Linked DNA regions of Mus musculus: region 1 is linked to region 2. Evidence: chromatin contacts called from public promoter capture Hi-C data. All regions are on one chromosome and are shown on one strand. Each heading gives the region's core, a stretch centred on a gene start, on an enhancer-like site or on the middle of the called end of the contact. The rest is flanking DNA. Distances are from core to core; before and after follow the strand shown.

Region 1 (3,831 bases), core at 815-3,314, 800 kb before region 2:
TGTAAACAAACCTGCACAACTGGCAGGATCACAAAGGACAGCCACTGTGATTGTGGTCTGCACACAGTGCTTGTGGTAAGTGGCTGCCACAGCTCCGTCTCTGCTGTCGGCTTCGAGTGCATAACACCATGCCGTGCTCTCAGCAGCCCAGCCATTTGGATTTACTGCACACTCCCTAGAGGCATCAAGGAGTCATTCGTGCTTAGTGCCTGACCTAGACAATCTAGGTTTGTGTAAGCGCATGTTTCCATGGTGATGAGACTGCCTAACTGCATGTCTCAGAACACATTCCCAACACAATGTGCTGCCAAATTGAGTTATACAACAGAAAGAGCTGGGTTGGGGGTGCAGCTCAGTAAAGACTGCTCCTCAATGTATGTGAGGCCCTGGCTGCCATCTCCAGCAGGAAACCAAAACCATCAGGGTTTCAGGTGCAGCCACATCAAGCACTCAAATCCCTCCTTCCCTACTTAGAAGCCCAGGCAGGCTTTCCCACAGAGTCCTTTGGGCCTGATCTAGGCACCTAATGTAACACAGCCAGATCTTCAGCCTAAGAGAATACAGCACAGACCCTGCCCACCAAGACCACGCAAGTATTTGGTGTGTCTCTCAAGAGAAACACAAAGGGCAAAAGCACAGAGTAACCAAACACCAGGGCAGGGCCTCCCATGAGCAGGGGTCATACCTCCCTTAAGACAGAATTCCTGATCCTTACTGTCTCTCCCCGCCAGAAAAAGCCAACAGTGGTGGGGAGCAAGAAGGTGGCTCTCCCTAGACACTGTCACCCTGTGATCTTCACGGGCACAGTGGCTTGAGTAGCCTCTGTTCCTTCATGTCTAGCCAGGGCAGCCAGACTCCCAGCGCTGGGTAGCAGGGACGCATAGGCTTGTAAAGCTGTTCCATTCTTCTGTGAACTTCAGCTCACTGTTGACAACTCATTTGATTCTGACATGGTGACACAATGGATGACCGTGGACAAGGAAGAGAAAGTAGAGAAGGCTTCATGCACGACACAGCCAGGAATTGTGTCTCCATAAGGCGGCCGGGAACCAGGACAAAGCCTCTCCTGTGCTGAGACAGTGTGAAGGAACCTCCCTCGGGAGGGAAAGATGTGGTGCCAAGCCAGACACTGAGGGCCACAGTGGCTGCATCCACAACATCAGGACCAGAATGCCTTGGCCAGGGCCTTGGAGGGATAGAACAGGAAATTGGGGCTTAACGGGTACAGAGGTTTCTTCTGAGGTGGTGAAAACACTTGGGAGACAGCTGGTGGCCATACTGTAAAAGTCACAGAGCAGGGAACTGAGGGCTCTAAAATGGCTAATTTTGTGCGATGTAGATTTTACCACAACGTTTTTTAAAGTTTAAAAAAGAAAACTCTGCTTGCCAAATAAAACATCTGTGGGCTGAATTGCACCCGGTTTTCAATCCCTAACAAGCAATCCCCAAGACCCCTTTTTAATGCTCATATCCCGAATCTCCGGGGTGGGGGGGCACCACTCCAACCAGGCAGTGACCAGCCAGCTACCTCCCCAGCAAACAGAAAAGGGCTTCTTTCTGTCTCCCAAACTGGGATGCTTTGGAGCCAGAAAATAAAAGTCTGTTGGAAATGGAACTCGGCCAAGCTTTTCCTTTCTCTTTCTCTTTTTCTTTTCTCTCTCTTTTTTTCCAAGTGCCCTTTGCCACAATGAAGGGCAAAGAGCTACCCCTGAGTGACAGCGATTGGACTTTGTTGATACAGCCCAAGTTCAATTTTTGTGAGGTTCATAATTAAGCTGTCATCCCCCGCTCCGGCGCAATTAGGGCCAACAGCGCGGATGAATGGCCCTGTTATCACGGGAAATTATAAATAGAGGTTCTGCATAGCGTCAGGGCCGAGCTTCTCTAGGCAGAACCAGCAAGCCCGGAGTGTGTCCACCCTCCCTGGCCGACAGACTGACAGCTCCGAGTCCAGCTGTCATCCAGAGCTCAATTCTGTCTCTGTCATCTGAGCCTAGACTGTAGACACAGCTCCACAGCAGGAGACTAGGGCTAGATATGGCCTTTGTGTTCCCTCCCTCCTGGGGCTGCAGTGTCTGTACTGAGCAGAGGGAATGAGCCTCCTCCTGACAGGCTGAGGTGTTGGTGACCAGAGAGACAGGCTGCCTGGCAGGTCCCAGCCAGCAGAACTCACAAAGGTACAGCTGAGGGCAAAGGTCCCAGACCCTCCTCCCCTGGCCTCCCCTGGCCAGCCTTCTGACACGCTCACCCTCTCAGCAGACCTTGTATCTGCCAGAACAGGTCATTTTGGAAGGGAGTCCCACAGCCAAGAAACACAGTCATGTATCCTCCATGGGTACACACTCTGAGAGGACTGTGGTTAGCAAATTGGCAGATTTCATCCTGTAGTAATGGATCTCTCCCCCCTTCCCTCTTTTTCTTCCTCCCTCTCTCCTTCCTTCCTTCCCTCCCTCCCTTTCTCTTCCCCCCTCTCCATCTCTCCCTTCTTCTTTCCTTTCCTCTCTCCTTCTTTCTCCTCTCCTTCCCTCCCTTCTTCCCTCTCTCCCACCCTCTCTCCCTCCTTTCTTTCCTCCCTCCATCTCTCCTCTCCTCCCTCCCTTTCTGCCTCCCTCCCTCTCTCCTCACTGCATTTCCTTTCTCGGTACTAGAACCCAGGCCTCATGGGTGCTAGGCCAGCACTCTTCCCTTAGCCTTGCAAGATTCTTTCTTTCTTATGTAACCATCATGGAGTGTGCTGTACATCTAGGCTCCATGCTGTAGCCTAGGAGACAAGCTGGATAGAGAGGTCCAACATGTCTGGCCCAGGACTGTACTTGGGCTCCAAACCTGCAAAGCGTGCTTCTGTACAGAATGCTGGAGGTAACTGTAAAATAATTTTATCTGTGTAGTAGCCATACCTAAGTACAGTAAAACTAGAGTGAGAGCCATTCTCAAAGGCCAGGTGTGCTTGGCACGTGCTTTTCATCCCAGCACTTGAGAGGCAGAGACAGCTTGACCTCTGTAAATTTGAGGCCAGCCTGGTCTACATAACAAGCTTCAGGAGCGCCAGGGAGCCAGGGCTACATAAGGAGACCCAGTCACAAAACAAAACAAAACAAAACCACAAAAAAGCCAAACATGGCTGCACGTGCCTGGAATCCCAGTGTTGGTGGCAGAGAACAGTGGCTTTTGCAAGCTTGCTGGCCAGCCAGTCTAACAAAAACAAGGAACCTTCCAGTCAGTGAGAGACCCTCTCTAAAGGCAATAAAACAGAAAGCAATAGGCGAAGACACACTTGTCCTGTGCACACAGACAGACAGAAAGACAGAGACTGACTGACTGACTGACTGACTGACTGACTGACTGACTGACTGATAGATTTTTAAATGATGCATTCATTACCTAGGGCACTCACAGTGAATAGCGCCCTCGGCTAGGCTGGAGCTGCTACGGGTAAGTCCATTCAAGAGCATGGAGGGTAGGGCAGGCCCGACACTCTGCTAACACTAATGATCAAATGCACTGCACACCTGGACCCCAAAGTGCATGGAAAAAGTCTCTCTCTCTCTCTCACCCGGGTGGTGGTGGCGCACACCTTTAATCCCAGCACTTGGGAGGCAGAGGCAGGCAGATTTCTGAGTTCGAGGCCAGCCTGATCTACAGAGTGAGTTCCAGGACAGCCAGGACTACACGGAGAAACCCTGTCTCAAAAAAACAAACAAACAAAAAAAAAAACAAAAACAAAAAAAAAAGTCTCTCTCTTCAGCCCTATGTGATCAGTTAACTTACTACAGCATTTCTAGTTCATGAACTTTTTACTTGTTAAAATGTCTTGATTGCTTTATAACATCC
Region 2 (3,272 bases), core at 755-3,254:
CCAGCCTGGTCTACAGAGTGAGTTCCAGGACAGCCAGGGCTACACAGAGAAACCCTGCCTGGAAAAACCAAACCAACCAAACAAACAAAAAACAAAAAACCCAACCAGAGTGCTGCACCACTGCTAGATTAGTGGCAATGCTTTTGTTTGTTTGTTTGTTTTTGTTTTTGTTTTCTGAGACAGGGTTTCTTTGTGTAGCCCTGGCTGTCCTGGAACTCACTCTGTAGACCAGGCTGACCTCAAAGTCAGAAATTTGCCTGCCTCTGCCTCCCAAGTGCCGGGATTAAGGGCGTGCGCCACCACCGCCCGGCTGGCAATGCTTTTTTTTTTTTTCCCCTTCTTTTTAAAGATTTTTAAAATTTTATTTTGTGTATGCCTGCATGCCAGAAGTGGGCATCAGATCCCATTGTGATTGTGAGCCACCATGTGGTTGCTGGGAATTGAACTCAGAAAGAGCAGTCAGTGTCCTTTACCACTGAGTCATCTCTCCAGCCCTGGCAATGCTTTTAATCTTGGTATTTAAATAGAACTCTGTGAGTTCAAAGTCAGCTTGGTTTACATAGCTAGTTCCAGGCCAGCAAGATACACAGTGAGAAGTCGGGCGGTGGTGGCGCATGCCTTTACTCCCAGCACTCGGGAGGCTGAGGCAGGCAGATTTCTGAGTTTGAGGCCAGCCTGGTCTACAGAGTGAGTTCCAGGACAGCCAGGGCTACACAGAGAAACCCTGTCTCGAAAAAAACAACAATAAAAGTTCAAGGGGTAATATATATAATAAAATAAAGTACAACGGGTAAGAGCACTGACTGCTCTTCCAGAGGTCCTGAGTTCAATTCTCAGCAACCACATGGTGGTTCACAACCATTTGTAATGGGATCTGACACCCTCTTCTGGTGTGTCTGAAGACAGCTAGTGTACTCATATACATAAAATAAATAAATCTTAAAAAAAAAAAAGAGTTCCAAGCCAACCTCTGCTACATATGCAATGCAGTGACAGCAGCAAGGATTGATTATACCTTTGTCATAAAGTCAAAGCAATTCCCAGCTCCCAGCTGTGGTACACAGATGGGGTTGGAGAGATGACTGAGTGGTTAAGAGAGCAGTGCTTGGCCTCCCAAAAGATGTGAGTTCGGTTCCTAGCACCCATCCTGGGCAGCTCTCAACTGTTCAATGTAAATCATTTTTCTTTGGGGGTGAGTTGAGAAAGGGTTTCTCAGCAGTGGTGGCACACGCCTTTAATCCCAGCACTTGGGAGGCACAAGCAGGTGGATTTCTTAGTTCAAAGCCAGCCTGGTCTACAGAGTGAGTTCCAGGACAGCCAGGGCTACACAGAGAAAACCCTGTCTGGAAAAACAAAAACAAAAACAAAAACACAGGCGGGGGGTGGGGGGGGGGGGAGGGATTCTCAGAGAGCTTGACTCTACCTTCTTGAGGGCTAAATTCAAGGAGTATGCCACCACCACCCTGCTAGTAAATAAAAAATAACTTTTTTAATCTAGAGAGGTTTAAACAAAATAAAAAATTCCAATAAATAAATAAATTGATAGATAACTTGAAAATCAAGGATGTAATAACAGAACTGACAAATAGTCCAACTGTCAAACTTAGAGAGCCAGTTGGTATTTGCGGCGATGGCCACTCTGCCCCCAAAAGTAGATATAACAATATTTGACTGTACGTTATGAAAACAAGTATATAATCTAAAAACTGAATGAGCAACTGCAAAATTTATACATACGCGCATAGACACGCGCACACACACACATAATTTTTCATTTTTTTTCCCCCTGCAGTACTGGGGTTGGTCGAGCCCAAGGCTCTGAGCATGATAGTCAAGCGCTCCGTCACTGAGCTGCACCCTGATTTTAACAGAGATCAGTGTTTGAAGGCTATCAGCTCCAGAAGACAAGAATGTGATGTGGGGCCCCAGCGGGCCCCTTAGGGTGGAGGCGGGGCGGGGCAATGCGTGGCACCTCCCACTGCCCGCTCTGCGCGGCGTTCAGTGCGGCGCCAGCCCGCAACATGGGCAGCCTTTTCGGGCGCGTCGCGGCGCTGCGGGCGCTGTTGTGCGGGCCACGCTTTCAGTGCCTGCTGGTGCGCCCCAGTTCCGGTGAGTCCTGTGCCCGTGGGGAACTAGGCGGATGGCCGCTGCGCGGCCTTTGTTTGCGCACGTGCGGCAGCCAAAGGCTTGGTCTTGTCCCGGAGGAGTGCAAGTCCAACCCTCAGCAGCCCGGGACAGAGCTTTTAGCAGTAGAAAGCCAAAGCCGAGGCGGGGAGACTACCAGACGCTATGGGGTCACGTTCCCTCCGCGGAGCAGTTGTTGCCCGGGTATTGAAACTTGAGCCAGAGCAGGCCTAAGACACCCCGGTCATTTCCTGGGGTCTTGGCCCTTTCTATCCACTCATGGGGTGCTTTCTGAGAGCCAGATAAAGGGTATTCCTTTCATGAATCTTGGAAATTGAATAGCCTCACCAAGGCACAGACCAGCAGGCATCAGACTCTGGGGCTATCCTGGGTCTCTTGTCCCTTGGGGAACTTGCAAGTTAGGGAGACACCTCCCCCCTTTTATCAGCCTGTTGAGTTTAGTGGGCATTCATTGTGGCCTGGGGATTAGAGCCTGGTCGATCACCTCTTCTCTAACTTGGTGTTTCTCCTAACTTTGCTACCGTTTTGTGAGTCAGTCAGGGGCTAGGACCCTCTCAGAAGTAGCGTTTGTTTTTGGAGGAGACGCACGTGCCGTGGCAGCTATGTTTCTGCCCTGTAGTGTGGGTCATCCTCTGCTCAAGCCTGATCCTTGGTCCCCAGCACTTAGCCCGCCTAGACATCGTGCACTAATATTCCTTGATTTCAATGCCATTTCTCCACACCCAGAGGATAAGCTCCTTGTGGGCAAGCCTGGGCTTCACACACTGTGGTACCTGGAGTCATGTGAGGCTAGACTCAAGTTTTCTTTTCAGGGGAAAGGGAGACTTCATCACCAAGACTCTCTGGCCCCTAAGTTATCTGAGCCTTTTCAGGGAAACCATCTCCACCTTGAGCAGCTTCTGCGACTGCCAGGGCGGCTCCCCTTTGCATTTGTCTGTGTTTGTATTGTGGCAGGAACTTCCCAGTCCTTTGATGTCTGAGCTCTGTCAGGTATCTAGGTGGGAGGGCCCTGAAAATGTGGAGCATCCTCACCCCGACCTGTCTTTTTTTTTTAACAGGAGGCCCCCCCTGGCCCCAAGAGCGGACGCTGGTTGCTGTGAAGCCAGATGGGGTACAGAGGAGACTAG

The links. Promoter capture Hi-C pulls out the DNA fragments that hold promoters and counts their contacts.
Region 1: a contact with region 2 is called in a promoter capture Hi-C map of liver, with 2.4 times the contacts expected there. The contact joins the enhancer-like site here to the promoter of Nme4 in region 2. A contact is called at or near these places in 3 of 39 promoter capture datasets (hippocampal neurons and liver) and 1 of 9 other capture datasets (liver).

Annotation. Positions count from the first base shown.
Region 1 is chr17:26,890,959-26,894,789 of GRCm38.p6, reverse strand. No RefSeq gene overlaps it. Among named protein-coding and RNA genes, the nearest start is that of Gm17382, 6.6 kb to the right of the region's middle. Within about 2 kb of position 2,064, at least 72 of the 459 cell types and tissues checked have an H3K27ac peak or open chromatin away from gene starts, as enhancers often do. A contact at or near this core is called in liver, where this site is marked.
Region 2 is chr17:26,094,202-26,097,473 of GRCm38.p6, reverse strand. It overlaps Nme4 (NME/NM23 nucleoside diphosphate kinase 4), which reads left to right and starts at 2,004. Exons shown (of 5, transcript NM_019731.1): 1 at 2,004-2,109; 2 at 3,204-3,272. The coding sequence starts at 2,022.